2 separate regions of the Mus musculus genome follow, and region 2 is linked to region 1. Evidence: chromatin contacts called from public Hi-C data. All regions are on one chromosome and are shown on one strand. The core of a region is the stretch at or near the end of the contact, and the rest is flanking DNA. Distances in the headings are between cores, read along the strand shown. Region 1 holds the start of Mrps15 (mitochondrial ribosomal protein S15). Region 2 holds the start of Zfp362 (zinc finger protein 362).

The links. Hi-C and Micro-C count contacts between places; a contact is called where the count stands out from the background.
Region 2: a contact with region 1 is called in a Hi-C map of B cells, with 6 read pairs. The contact joins the promoter of Zfp362 here to the promoter of Mrps15 in region 1. A contact is called at or near these places in 2 of 484 Hi-C or Micro-C datasets (B cells and CD4 T cells).

Annotation. Positions count from the first base shown.
Region 1 is chr4:126,044,441-126,051,448 of GRCm38.p6, forward strand. It overlaps Mrps15 (mitochondrial ribosomal protein S15), which reads left to right and starts at 2,488. Exons shown (of 8, transcript NM_025544.2): 1 at 2,488-2,759; 2 at 2,994-3,038; 3 at 4,195-4,273; 4 at 6,040-6,088; 5 at 6,885-6,969. The coding sequence starts at 2,630. Csf3r (colony stimulating factor 3 receptor (granulocyte)) reads left to right here. Exons shown (of 17, transcript NM_007782.3): 17 at 1-535.
Region 2 is chr4:128,802,523-128,809,530 of GRCm38.p6, forward strand. Zfp362 (zinc finger protein 362) reads right to left here and starts at 3,590. Exons shown (of 9, transcript NM_001081098.1): 1 at 3,490-3,590.

The DNA.
Region 1 (7,008 bases), core at 1,238-3,737:
TGTACTTGTTTTGTGGGGAGTGGGGATTCAGAGGCAGAGGTCAGAAGACACCTACCTTGTGGGAATTAACTCTGGTCTCCAGCATGTGGATCTTGAGAAGTGGACTCAAAGCTTAGTGACAAGCACCGCGTTACCCATGGAGGCATCTTATTGGTCCCAGAAAAGAATCTCTTGAGCATAGCTTAAGTGTCTTCTACCCTTGTTTGTTTTTTGTCTCTGCTTGCTTGTTTTTCTTTTTATGTATTATAAATAAGTACAATGTTGCTGTCTTCAGACACACCAGAAGAGGGCATCAGATCTCAATACTGGTGGTTGTGAACCACCATGTGGTTGCTGGGATTTGAATTTAGGACCTTTGGAAGAGCAGTCAGTGCTCCTACCCGCTGAGCCATCTCTTCAGTCCAGTTTATTTGTTTTTCAAGACAGGGTTTCTCTGTGTAACAGCCCAACCTATCCTGGAACTTACTCTATAGATCAGGCTGGCCTCAAGATCCACCTGCCTCTGCCTTAAATGCTGGGAATAAAGGTGTGCACCACCACCAGGAAGTGGCTTTCACTTTCAGGGCCCAACAGTCAAGAAGGTATTTCTCAGAATCATTTATCTCCTCCCTTCCTTCCTTCCTTCCTTCCTTCCTTCCTTCCTTCCTTCATCGGTCAGATTTTATTTTATTTTACATGTCTGAGTGTTTTGCTTGCGTGCATATCTGTGCCTCACCTGTATGTCTGTTATCACGGAGGCTGGAAGAGGGCTATCCTGGAACTCACTTTGTAGACCAGGCTGGCCTCGAACTCAGAAATCTGCCTGCCTCTGCTTCCCGAGTACTGGGACTAAAGGCGTGCGCCACCACCACCTGGCTAACCTGGAGCTCCTGGATTCAGCTATCCAAGGAGCCAATGAGCTCCAGGGATCACCTACTCAACTTCCCCGAGCCCCTGTACTGTACACGCAGCTGCTGGGATCTGAACTTGGATGTTTATGCTTACACAGTGGGCACTCTACCAACTGAACCATCTCCCCTGCCCCTCCCCTTTTTGAGACAGGGTCTTATGTAGCCCAGTCTGGGCTCAAACCAGCTATGCAACCAAGGATGACCTCGAACAACTTTTAATCCTCTTGCCTTCCATTCCAAAGTCCTGGGGTCACAGGCATATGCCACTACACCCAGTTTTTACGTACCACTGGGAATCCAACCCAGGACTGTGCATTCTAGGCAGGGACTCTGCTAACCAAACCACATCTTCAGTTGCCTAATGTCATTTGAGTTTCATGTAACCACATTTGTCAGGATTATTCCCTGTGCTAATGGAGACCTTTCCACAAAAGCCTTGCCTGTCTTGGGTCTACTTTCCCCGGCCCTGATCTCAGGCTTGGGATGGTGTGTTCTTTCCTTGCCCCTCTCTTTACCCTCCCCACTACTTTTCCTTTATATTTGCCCTTGCATCCCTCATTTCAGTTTTACCACAGCTGAGTACCGAATACTGACTATTTAAACATGTGTTTTGTATACAGCTGCTTCGGTCTATAGGCTGAACAATGTAAAAGACATTGCTACCAATCTCATTTGATGTTTTGAGAACACTGCAGCCCATAAAGGTAGACTTTGCCCACAGGGTCTCATAGTAATGGCTCAGTACCCTACCAAAAACTCTATCCTTAGTCACTGAGATACAAGCCAACGAAAGAAGGCTAGAACCTGAGGGTTCTTACAGGGCCCCGGTGTCTGGAGGAGGGCCAAGAAAGAATATTAGCCTCTGGAGAAGGTAAGGAGAGTCCCACAGAAGCCCTAAAATAACTAGGACCTAAGACAATGGTTCTCTTTTTTTTTTTTAATTAAAGATTTATTTTATTTTATGTATATGAGTACACTGTAGCTGAACAGATGGTTGTGAGTCTTTTTTTTTTTTTAGATTTATTTATTGTTATATGTAAGTACACTGTAGCTGTCTTCAGACACTCCAGAACAGGGCATCAGATCCCATTACAGGTGGTTATGAGCCACCATGTGGTTGCTGGGATTTGAACTCAGGACCTTAGGAAGAGCAGTCAGTGCTCTTAACCGCTGAGCCATTTCTCCAGCCCCAGGCAATGGTTCTCAACCTTCCTAATGCAGAGATACTTTAATACAGTTCTTCATGTTGTGAAGACCTCTAATAAAATTATTTCCGTTGCTAGTTCATAACTGCAATTTTGCTACTATTATGAATTGTGATATAAATATCTGATATGCAAGATATCTGATGTGTGACCCCTATGAATAGGTCGCTCAACAACCTTCACCCCCCATGTGTCTTGACCAACAGGTTGAGAACTGAGGACCAGGTCAGGAACATAAGGAATTTAGAAAGTGATTAGGCCGGATGCAAGGTCAATAGGTGACATTATAGCGTTCACACAGTGCTCCGGGCCTGTAAGCGTAGAAACAGGCCCGCCCACCAGGCCAAATTCCTGGGCTCCGCCCCAGCTCCCTGACAATCCGGAACCGATCCATTCGCTCAGCCCTCGGCAGCTCTTGTCGCGCTCTCACCTCGATTGGTCGAGCCCGAACCGTCATGGCTGCGCCCATGTAACCTGGATCCACCGCGGAGCGGGCAGTGGCGGTGCGGGCCCCCCGTCGAGTCGGGAGTCAACATGCTGCGGGCCGCGTGGCGTGCGCTGAGCTCTGTTCGTGCCCAGGCGGTGACACGGGCCCCAGTCCCTGCGCTGAGGGGCGGAAGTAGCGCCAGTCTGCTCTCTGCGCGCTGTGGCCTGCAGCCTCCGAGTGAGCCGCCGAGCTGGGTCCCAAGGGACTGGGCGAAGATGGAGGAGACCAGGCACCCGGAGACCCGAGAAAGGCAGTGACAGGATGAGAAAGAGGGTGATGGCTAGGGAAGGGGTGATGAGGAGGGAGATAGGGAAGTGAGGCGGTAGTTAGGTGCAGGTGCCTACAGTTCGTGGGAGAAGGGACATGAGGGGCTGTGTATGGCAGAGTCTCAGCCCTTTCTATTCTGCGTAGGTCTACTGCGCGCCGCGCGAGCATACGCCGCCGTCCAGAAACCAGGTACGAGGACTTGGGTTGTTGAGACTTGAGGCCGCCTGGAAGGCTTGGGGTGGACAAGGGAACAGAGGTGGCGCGCAAAGGGACAGGCCAAGACCCCCCCACATTCATTGTTTAGGGGTGCACGAGAAGGTAGAAGTAAGAGCTTTCGCGTGAAAGCACTCACTCATTTGACAATACAGATCACCAAAAGCTCCGCCTCGTTGTGTGCATCCCTACTGTGTCAGATGAGAGTGAGGTCGAAGCCCGAGGTCCAACCCAGTCCAGCTTGGCTGGACCCAATGAGTGTGTGGCTGGCAACACTAGCAAGAGTTACAATTCTAGGAATGTAACACTTTTTATCTGCTATTCTGAGAGGAAGGATGAAGTTTCCCATCCTAAGTTAGCATGCCTTAGGGCCCTCTAACAAACACATACTATTTGAGGCAAGTTTGCTTTTTTTGTGAACCAGCGCTGAAATGAGTGTCAAAGGATCCATTGGAACACAGTTAATAGGATTCAATCATGGCAGCGGTATGAAAAGCACCCTTAACCCCGTGCACAATAAACTGTGATATCATAGTCTTTATTGCTTCTAGTGTCCTTTGCATAGTGGCAGGACAGAGTCTGGCTTGAGAGGATAGATTATCTTGGTTGCGCTGGACTGGGTTGGACTACAGGCTTCAACCTCACTTCCAGTGACATAGTAGGAATGCACACACAGAAGCCGAGCTTTTAGTGATGCGAACTGGCTATTGACATTCCCTTAAAGCTAGCAGCACTTCCTCTCACCCTGTACTTCATTCATGTGGTCAACCAGCAAGCTTTGTTAAAGTGCTACTTCTAGACTAGACTATGGACTAGGCTGGGGAATCGAGGAGTTAAAGAGAAGCCAAACTCACTCCTGTCCACGGGAGAACCGATCCCAGTGAGGAATCTGATAACTGTAGAGCCAAGTCGGTTTGTGTTGCAGGCACAGTGGATGTCTTGAGAAAGGCCCCTTGTTTGCAGCATGCAACATGCAGGTGCCCACAAGGCTTGCAAAAGAGAAACTGAGCTAACCTAGTTTGAGACCCTTAAACCCTTAGGTACTTGCCACAGATTCGGGGAGTGAGTGAGAGGGATGGAGCCTGGGAGGATGGGAGTTCACGCTGAGTATTTTCTATCCTGTATTTGACAGTCCAACCCAAGCAGGACGATGAACCACCCTCCTCTGCGTTCATCAAAGAATACAAGGACATCATCCCCAACATAGAGAAGTAAGTGGAAAGCAACGTGCTTGTGGGTACAGGCGTTCCTGGGAGGATAGACAGGGAGTAGAAAAGGGGTGACCTAAAGACTTGGCCTGTTGTACTTGAAACTGGATTCTGTGGAGCCCTGGATGTGAGCACTGATGAGGGCCGCAGGTCTGATGGGCTCAGGTGGCCAGCTGGGCACCCGCTGCTCACAGAGCTCAGCTCGCCTTTTGTTTCTGGTACTCTGAGTGAAGACCTCACACTAACAGAGGCCAAAGAACTAACATGCTCTGCTGGTCTTGGTAGAAATCTCTCTTCTCAGGCTGGAGAGATGGCTCAGCAGTTAAGAGCACTGACTGCTCTTCCAGAGGTCCCGAGTTCAATTCCCAGCAACCACATGGTGGCTCACAAACATCTGTAATGGGATCCGATGCCCTCTTCTGGAGTGTCTGAAGACAGTGACAGTGTACTTATATACATAAAATAAATAAAATTAAAAAAAAAAGAAATCTCTCTTCTCTTGACTTCACAAAAGCTTTGTAAGAGAAGAAATTGTGTCCTGTTTGTATAAATGCTTTGTGTTATACAACTAAAAGACAGAGCTAGGACTAGAATCCAGAACTGACAGACACCAAAACCAGAGTCCCTCTGCTTAGCCCCTCTACAGTGGACTGGCTCCATCCTTCCTTACTGTGCAATCTGGCTGTGTCTATCTGAGGTGGAAATCCTTCCTTTGCCTTCCCTGAGACGAAACCAGGACATTCGAGCCAACAACCCCAGTTGTCTGGCTGTCTTCAACCCAACAGACCAGAGCTGCATTTCTTGTAGAAGTCACTGTCATTTGTTCTTGCACCTCAAATGTTCTTTACAATTTATTTTTACTTATGTTCATGTGTGTATCAGCGTGTGTATATGTGCCCATATGTGTGAGTGCCCACAGGGGTCAGAATAAGGCATTGGAGTCCCTGGCACTGGAATCACAGGATATAGGCCAACTGCTATGGGTGCTGGGAGCCAAACTCTGGCCCTCTGCAAGAACAAGTGTGCTGAACCACTGAACTATTTTTGCAGTCCCTACCTTTTCTTTAATTTGTATTTATTACAATGCATGTGTGCATGACTGGGGGAGGCGGGTGCCTAAGAAGCCCACATGTGTAATGTCAGTTCTCCTTTACAGCTTTATGGTTCCCATGGTCAGACTCACACAGAAAGCACCTTTATATATCTGACCACCATCCTTCTTCATTTTCTGGCTTTTGTTTCAATTTCTTTTTAGATCTATTTATGTGTATGTTTGGCTCACGTATATGTCTGTGCACAACGTAAAGGCCTGGTGCTTATAGTGGTCTGGGGAGGTCATTGGGTACCCAGGAACTGGAGTTCTGGATGGTTATAAGCCACTTGTGGGGGCTGGAAACTTGGGTCCTCTGCAAGAACAGTGCTCTTAACTTCTGAGCCTCTCTCCAGCAGCCGCAGCACCCCCCTTAAGATAAGTCTCAGTCTGCCATTTTTCCCTTTGAAACTGCTGTGAAACAGCATAGACAGGCTAGATGGCTCAGTAGTTACGAGTGTTGCTGCTCATCTGGAGAACACAGTTTTGTTCCCATACCAGACAGCTCAAAAATCACCTATAACCCAGAGCTCCAAAGGGTCGTAACCCTCTTCTGGCCTTCACAGGCACCTTCGTGCCCATGAATATAATCTAACACACATACAAACACACAAACTCTCATAGAAAAAACCATGGCTCCCCCTTCCCATACTCGTCTCATTACTCTGGTTTTTTGCAGGGTTGATGATGTTGTGAAAAGAATCTTGTCTTTGGAAATGGCCAGCAGGGTGAGTGAGAACCCGTACCACCCTAAGTCTTCTCCCTGGGAACTCCATCCCTATATCCCTCCATCTCTCCATCCCTCCATCCCAGGCTTCCCCAGTCACAGCATTTATCCCACAGCCATTCTCTATCCAAACCAAGCACCACGAAGAGAGTTGTGTTCCTCCCTTGTGCCTCTGACATCTGATAAACGGTTGGTGCACGGTAAAGATGGTGTCTTAGGTTTTTTTTGGTTTTGTTTTGCTGTGAAGAGGCAAACCAAGGAAACTCTTAGGAAAGAAAGCATTTACTTTGGAGGCTTATTTCCAATTTCAGAGGTTTAGTCCAGTGCAGGTCTATGGCATGGTGCAGGCATGGCAGCATGCAGGCAGACACTGGAGCAGTAGCTGAGAACTACACCATGACCCATAGGCAGAGAGACACTAGGACTGGCTTGGGCTTTTGAAAGTTCAAAGCCCACCCTAGTGATATATGTCCTCCAACAAGGCCATGCCTTCTAACCCTGATGGTCAGGCATTCAAATATTAAGAACCTGTAAGGGGCCATTCTCATTCAATCCACCACAGATGCATACATGGATGAGTGAGCGAGCACATCTTCAGGACATTCAACCAACAAACTAGTTACTTAACCTTAGTTCTAGCCTTGGGCTCATGAGGCTACGGAGGGCCATGTGGTTGGCCAAGGCTCTAGTGAATACAGTAAGCCCTGGCCTAGATGCTGTAACTGTAGCCTCCCAGTCAGGTTAGTCTTTAGAGGTTTTTCCCCATTCAGATTTCCCCCAATTTCTGTCTCCAACAGAAAGAGAAGTTAAAAATCAAGCAAGAACAATTGATGAACAAGATTGTGGAAAACCCTGAGGATTCCAGAACCTTGGAAGCTCAAAGTTGGTCCAGGGGCCCTTGGTAGTGGGGGTGCACAGGAG
Region 2 (7,008 bases), core at 2,340-4,839, 2.8 Mb after region 1:
GTGCGCAAAGAAGCTAGCGTGGCCAGAGGTGGTAAGATATAGGGGTAGGCAGGGCAGGGCTGGCGCGTGAAAGCAGAGGTTGAAAGGTGGGCAAGGCTGAAACTACAGAAGCCCCCCTCCCCCTCCCCATCCCCGTAGGCCAGAATTATTACTTATTTTTCTACTAAATTTCTACTACTTATTTTTCTTCTAAATGTTCAGGAAGCAGTGGAACTTTCAGCAGGGGGAGAAGGGGATTGTCAGGGTCCACAGATCACTTGGCATTCTGAAAACCCCCCCGCCATGGTTCACAGAGACAAGGCCTGGACTAGAAAAGTAAATGACGGTCCTTATGGGGCAGTGACCATGTCCTGAGCACATGCCCAGGACATGCCTGGCCGGGCGGGAGACCTCAGAGCCACTGTTATTATCTCCCCCCATCATGGTGAGATAAGGACAGCGCCCACTGTACAGGTGGAAGCTCACAGAGGTACAGGGCATGCTCAGAGATCTGAGACACAAATGCTAAAGAGCCTCTGATACTCTCAATCCCTAGGAACGTACCCGAAGCCTTGGCTTTTCTCCTCTGTTGGTATTCAAAAGTGCCAGGGTTACATTTGCATCTCATATCTGTCCAACCTGGGCTGGGGGGAGCTGGACTGATTGGATGGATGGAAGGATGGATGGACGGACGGACGGACGGACGGATGGTTGATGGGACAGACAGGACTACTGAACTGACCCATAGACTAAGAAGTGGACAGTGGAAGAACAAATGAATGGCCTAGTCACAAATGAGAGACTATACAAACAGTAAGAATACAGAGCAACAAGAGAAGAGGCAAGGAATGGCTGCCTAGGGAAGGGCAGGGCTAAGCTTGCTTTAGACAGAGGCCACAGCTTGCTCACACAGCAGTTTCTTCCCACCTAAGACCAAGCTGGCCTCTGTTTCCCAAGGTCACCGCAGACTATCCCTTAGCCCCTAGGGCCAACTTATCTAGTGTAGCCATTACCCGCCAGCCCCTGCACCAGCTAGCTCCCCTACACCCAGCCCAGTGTTTCACTCTCTCTCTCTGAGCATTTCACAGAAAAAAGGAGACAGGAGATCGGGGCTCCAGAACAAGCTAGGGCCAGACTTGGAGCCAGTGCTTTCCTCTCCGAGTCCAGATGACCTCCGGGGCCTTTTCATCTCTGACATTCTTTGGGGTGGGAGTAAGCCTCTGGATTTTTACACAGCCACTGGGGTCAGCAGAAGAATTTCAGACCAAAAACTAGAAGTTGGGAAAGGTCCTGCCCACAGCACCACCCACTTAGGAAAGGCCCACACAAGGAGTCTGCAGGCCATCCCTCCTCCGTCACTGCCCAGCCTCTCTAAGCCTCAGTTTCTTAATTTTAAAATGAGTTCAACTGCCCCCACCTGAACATCTGACCTCAACTCAGTTTTGGGGAGCGCCTGACATGGCTGTAGCCACATAGGACATGGTACACACTGTGACATTTGATTTCCTGAAATGTGATGATAATGGGGTCCAGGGGGAAAGGAAGGGGGCCACACTGTCTATTCCTGTTCAGTTTTGTCTGAAGCAAACCATGCTGGGGGTGAGAGCGCTCCAAAACAGAGAACCCAAACGTGGGTTCCAGTCTCAGCTCTCCTCTACTGGGCAGAGTAGTGACTCTTGGGCCTCAGTTTCTCCATCTAAAACCTTGTTGGTTCAGAACCGGGTGACCCAGGCATGCCTAGCTCTGCAGCTCAACGCTCTCAGGCCTTGTTCCCACTGGCTGCCCTTGGGGAGCTCACATTGGCCTGGTGAAGCCAGGACACCGCTCTGAAAGGAGACTTTTCCCTCCAGGAAATGGGGGGAGGGCCCTAGATAAGCACAAAGGCTCAGAGCATCCTCCTAGGACAGAGTCTCCCCCAAAAGGGGAAAAGACCACATTCAGATTTTATGGGCCTGGCCTCATACCACTCTGCTGCCTGTACAGTCACCAGCCAGTCCAGTCAGCCACTTCAGAAACTCAACTGATGTCCAATCAGGAGACTTCAAAGTGGCAGGCCGGGTGGCAGAAAGGAGTTAACACAAGCAGAGGACAGGCCCAGAACACAAGGGCCAGGCAGTCAGCTACTCCTATGTATATCGGGACCCACAGGAGCTGCAGGCCTGTACCCAGCTAAAAACCCACCACTAAGGACATTCATCAACAGAGGCCATCTCTGGAGGCTAAGAAGACCACCCATACCTGAAGGGGGTTCTTCCACTGCAATCAACCAGACTTGCCCCAAGAGGGGGCTACCAAAACTTCCTGTCCACCAAGGGGGCTCTGGCCACCCATGAAGGGGCAAGCCTCCCTCCATCTCCAACACACACACAGCTCCTAAAGGATCCACACTGCTGGAGGACAGGGTGGCAAGAAGGGTCATGTCCTCATGACAGGGATCTTAGCTCCAAACCCTGGGCCCACTTTATGCCCCTAGAGCCAGCCAACTCCCCCAAATCTGGGGCTACAATATAGTTCCTTACAATACCACTTTGATACAGAGCCTCGTCCAAACGACTCCTCCCAAAACCTCTCACCTCAGCCCTACACACACACACACACACACACACACACACACACACACACACACGACATCCCCACCCACGCAGTTCTGGGGAAACCGGCAGTTAACTTTTCCCAAAAACCCTGCAAAGGCGACTAGCTAGGTGGGAAGAAACAGAGAAATGGGCCCCCATATCCTTTCGCGGCATCTCAGGGCCCTCAGGGGAAGAAAAAAAAAATCTTAAAAAAAAAAAAAAGCAAGAAAGAAAAGAAAACTTTCAGAGTTAACTTTAAATTCCCAGCCCCCTCCCCCCAAATCACCCGGCAGCTTCTCTCCCCCTTATTTTTTCCTTTAAAGTGTAATTGTATTGTGTCTCACCTCCCCGAAAGGCTCCCGGCTCTCTCCAAAGAAAAGGAAAAAAGCCAACCCTTCGGGTGCCCCCTCTGCTTCCAGCCGCCTCTCCCACATTCTCAGACAGTTTTATTAAAATCTTCAGACAAAAGAAAAACAAAAATGGCAGCCTGGCTTATTTTTAAAACAGGACAGGGACGCCATATTCTGCAGATCTGCAAAAAAACGGAGAAATCCGGCACTGGCCGCTCCACCGGGCCGGCTGCAAAGTGCGCGAACCGCGCCGTTTGCAATCCGTTTATTTGCATTAAGCCCCATGAATCATTGTTTACCGGAGAATTGCAGCAGGTTTGAATAGCCCGGCTTAGGAAAACACACACGCACACACTCGGAGACGAACCCCAGACACGCCGCGGGAGACGCTGCCTACCCCGCGCGCGCAGCCGCCGCAGCCACGGCCGCCCCGGGGCCCGGCCCGAGGCACCGGCGACCCCCGGGCCCACGCAGCGCGGCCGCCCCGCGCTGACAGCGCTCGCGCCCGCCCGGCCCCCGCCCCGCAACTCGGCGCAACTTTCCCGCGGGCGGGCCCGCTCCCCCGCGCGCCCCGGGCCCGCACGGACCTGGCAGTGCTGGCGGCGCTCCGGGACGCGGCCGCAGCCCCGAGCCCGGCGGCCCGAGTAGGGCCGGGCTGGGGGCTCCCGGCTTCGGCGGTGGCGGCGGTGGCGGCGGCGCGCGGCTGGGGCTCGGTGCGGAGCGGCGCGCAAACCTTCCGGGTCGCCTGCTGTTCACTTCTGGGTTCTGCAGGCGCCGCGGCGGCGGAGGCCGGCTGTGCAGCCGCGCGGCCCCGGCGCGCTGGGCCCCGCGAGCGAGCCGCGTCCGGCCCCCCGCCTCTCGGCTGCGCAGCCCGCCCGGCCCCGGGGCTCCGGCGAGTGGGCAGCGCCCGGCGCTGGCGACGGCGAGGGGAGGGGGCCGGCGGGGCGGGGACGGGCCGCGCGCTGGGGGCCCCCGCTCGGCCCCGGGGCCTCGTCTCGCGCTCGCCGCCGCCGCCGCCAAGGAAAGTTGCGCGGCGCCCCCTGCCCGCGCCGCGCCGCGCCGGAGGCTGAGCCACAAAGGAACTCCGCGCCCCCCTCCGCCCGCCCGAGCCGCGCGGGGAGGGCACCGGCGCCCGGCCCTAGGACAGCCCCTTCCCCAGCACGGGGGCTCCCGGGGCCCGGGCGGCCGCGGCCATTGTCCCGCCCAGACTCCGCTCCCGGGTGGCGGTGGCCTGGGGACCCGGGACTGGCTGGTCACGCTGCTCTCGGGAGGGGTGGGGGTGTCCCTCCTTGGGAAATCGCAAGCTGGTGCAGACCCCCACGGTGCTCCCCCCCCCCCCCACACACACACCCGGTGACAAACGGCCAGGCTCAAGATCCCTGCTAAGATTTTGGTTATTTATTTCTGAAGAAAGGACGTGGGGGCGGGGTGGGGTGCAGAAGTTTGCACAAGCCAGGACACCGCTTCCCAACCCTAGGCCTGAGTCTCAGCGGTGGGGCGACCAGGAGCTGACAGCACTTCTAGAAAGTCTATCAGAGGTGGCACCGCCTGTCCCCCCAGCTCCAGACCTCAGAGCCATCTGCGCGACTCCTCCTCCCGCCTCACCCTCCCCAGCCAATCAGTCACCAAGTCCTCTTGATTCGGCCTCGCGGGCTGTGTCAACTTCTAAACTTCACTTCTACCTGAGGAGGCAGGCATTCCCGATTCCGAACCCGCTTAGATTTCTGTGGCACACTCTGCTGTCCACCTGCAGGCCTAGAGGATCAGGGCTGCCTCTGCCGTCCTAAGCATCCCAGAGAAGGAAGGACACAAAAAACCATCCTGCTTTCTGGGAAGTATAAGTTCATAGGCACGTGCGCTAGTTGGCTGGGAACACAGTTCTAAAAAGTGTGGACAAAGTCGCTGTCCTCGTGAGGATTCCAGTTTAGCACAGGATGTCACACATTGGGGAAGCTGGAGGGTGGGACCCACGGAGGTCGTTGGTTCCTTCTCAAAGCATCAAGCACACAATTCCGGGCATAGGGCAGAGGCACAATAAGCAAGCGGCAAAAATTAACTGGAATGATATGGTATTGACAACACAGAGAAGGCTACTCTCCTAGAGAGATAGGGGCTGTTTTCAGAACATGGCTCTGGGATGAGCCTGGAGAAGAGAGGAACACCTTTGTTCTGAAAACAAAAAGACTAGCCCAGAGTTGAGAAGGTTCTGTGAGGAAAAACACTGGCCAGCAATGGGAATGAAGCGAGAAATCACCCGTGTAGAAGAATCAAGAATCGAGGTGTGGGATGTGGGGCATGGGTTTTAGAGTGACTTCCTTCCAAATGCACAGTCAGAAAAGGAAGAAGAAAACAAATGAAGGGCACATCAGCAGCCATGAATCATGCTGACGGTGTGCACATTTGACGAGATGAAAAGCAAACCTTCCGGGGCTGGAGGCATGACTCTGCAGTTAGAATGCACTGGGCCTGAGGACCTGAGTTTGGTTTCTACCACCCAAGTCCTGTGGCTCACAACAGCCTGTAACTTTAGCTCCGGGGGATCCGATGCCCTCTTCTGGACTCCTGCAGAACCTTCTCTCATATATGCACAGACCCCCTCCCCTAGCATAATTAAAAACAATAAACATTCTTAACAAAAAAAAAAAAAAAAACCTTTAGGGGCTGGAGAGCTGGAGGGCTTGGTCAGCATTCATGGTTCTACAGTTTAGATTCCAGCATCCATGTTAAAGAGCCCATCATTGCCTGTAACTCCACCTCCAGGAGATCAGACACTCCCTTCTTGCCAGTCAGGGTCTCATCCAAAAGCCTCCATGGTGCAATGAAGGTGAAGGCCCCCCAGCGAGGTGGGATCCCGAGGCCCCTCCAGTCCAGTGAGGGGTCACCACTGGCCAGTCTCGCCCAACATGCTGGGGGTGGGGGTGGGGGTGGAGCATGAACGCACATGTTAGGACTCAAAAGATGCCTGGGCAGGGCAGAAGCCAGAGAAACTCTGGTGAAGGTGCAACCTCAGTTGCAATTGATGGCCCAGGACTGAAGGGCTCATGTAAAGGATTTGAGACTTGGCACCATGAAGAAAGCCTATGAGAGGGTATTGATGAAGCCTAGCTGCAGCAGAAGACCCCAGTGTATTGGAGATGCCAGTACCGTGGTATGATCACCAAGAACAGCAAAGGCAGTGGAATGGATCAACCTGAGCTTAGAGTGCTACAGAGTGCAGAGCTGGAAAAATGACCCTAGCTCTTTGGTGGAGCCCAGAAGATCATGTGTGGATCCCAGACATTGAAACAAGAAGCTGTGAAGCTGAAGTTGCCTTGGAGAACCCAAGCTATCTGAGATGCCAGAGTCATAGGATATCTGATGAGGAATGCTGCTAACAGAGAGTGTAGCCAGCCCAGGAAAAGAAGTTTGTTGCAGTCAACAAAGATGAAAAAGGAGTTGGAGAGCTGAAGACCATTTTGACCTCAGCCATGGGCGTGCAGAATTTGGAGTTTGCCCAGCTGGTTTCCTGTCTTGCTTTGGGGATTACAGTTAAGTGATTGGATGGATCTCAGAAGAGACTTTGAACTTTGGACTTTTAACATTGTTGAAACTGCTATAGACTATGGGGACTTTGGAAAGTGGACTAAATGTATTTTGCATTATGCAATGTTTAGGTATGGCCCCCATAGACTCATGTGTTTGAACAAGCCTATGGGGCCAGGGAGTGGAATGTGATGGTTTGTACATGCTTGGGTCAGGGAGTGGCACTATTAGGAAGTGTGGCCTTGTTAGAGTAGGTGTGTCACTGTGGGTGTGGGCTTAAGACCCTCATCCTAGCTGCCTGGAAGTCAGTCTTCCACTAGCAGCCTTCAGGTGAAGATGTAGAGCCCTCAGCTCTGCCTGCACCATGTCTGCCTGGATGCTGCCATGCTTCCACCTTGATGATCATGGACTGAGCTTCTAAATCTATACGCCAGCCCCAATTAAATGTCCTTTATAAGACTTGCTTTGGTCATGGTGTCTGTTCACAGCAGTAAAACCCTGCAAATGTGCATAGTCTCTCTCTCTCTCTCTCTCTCTCTCTCTCTCTCTGTCTCTTTCTCTCTCTCTCTCTCACGGTATTTTTC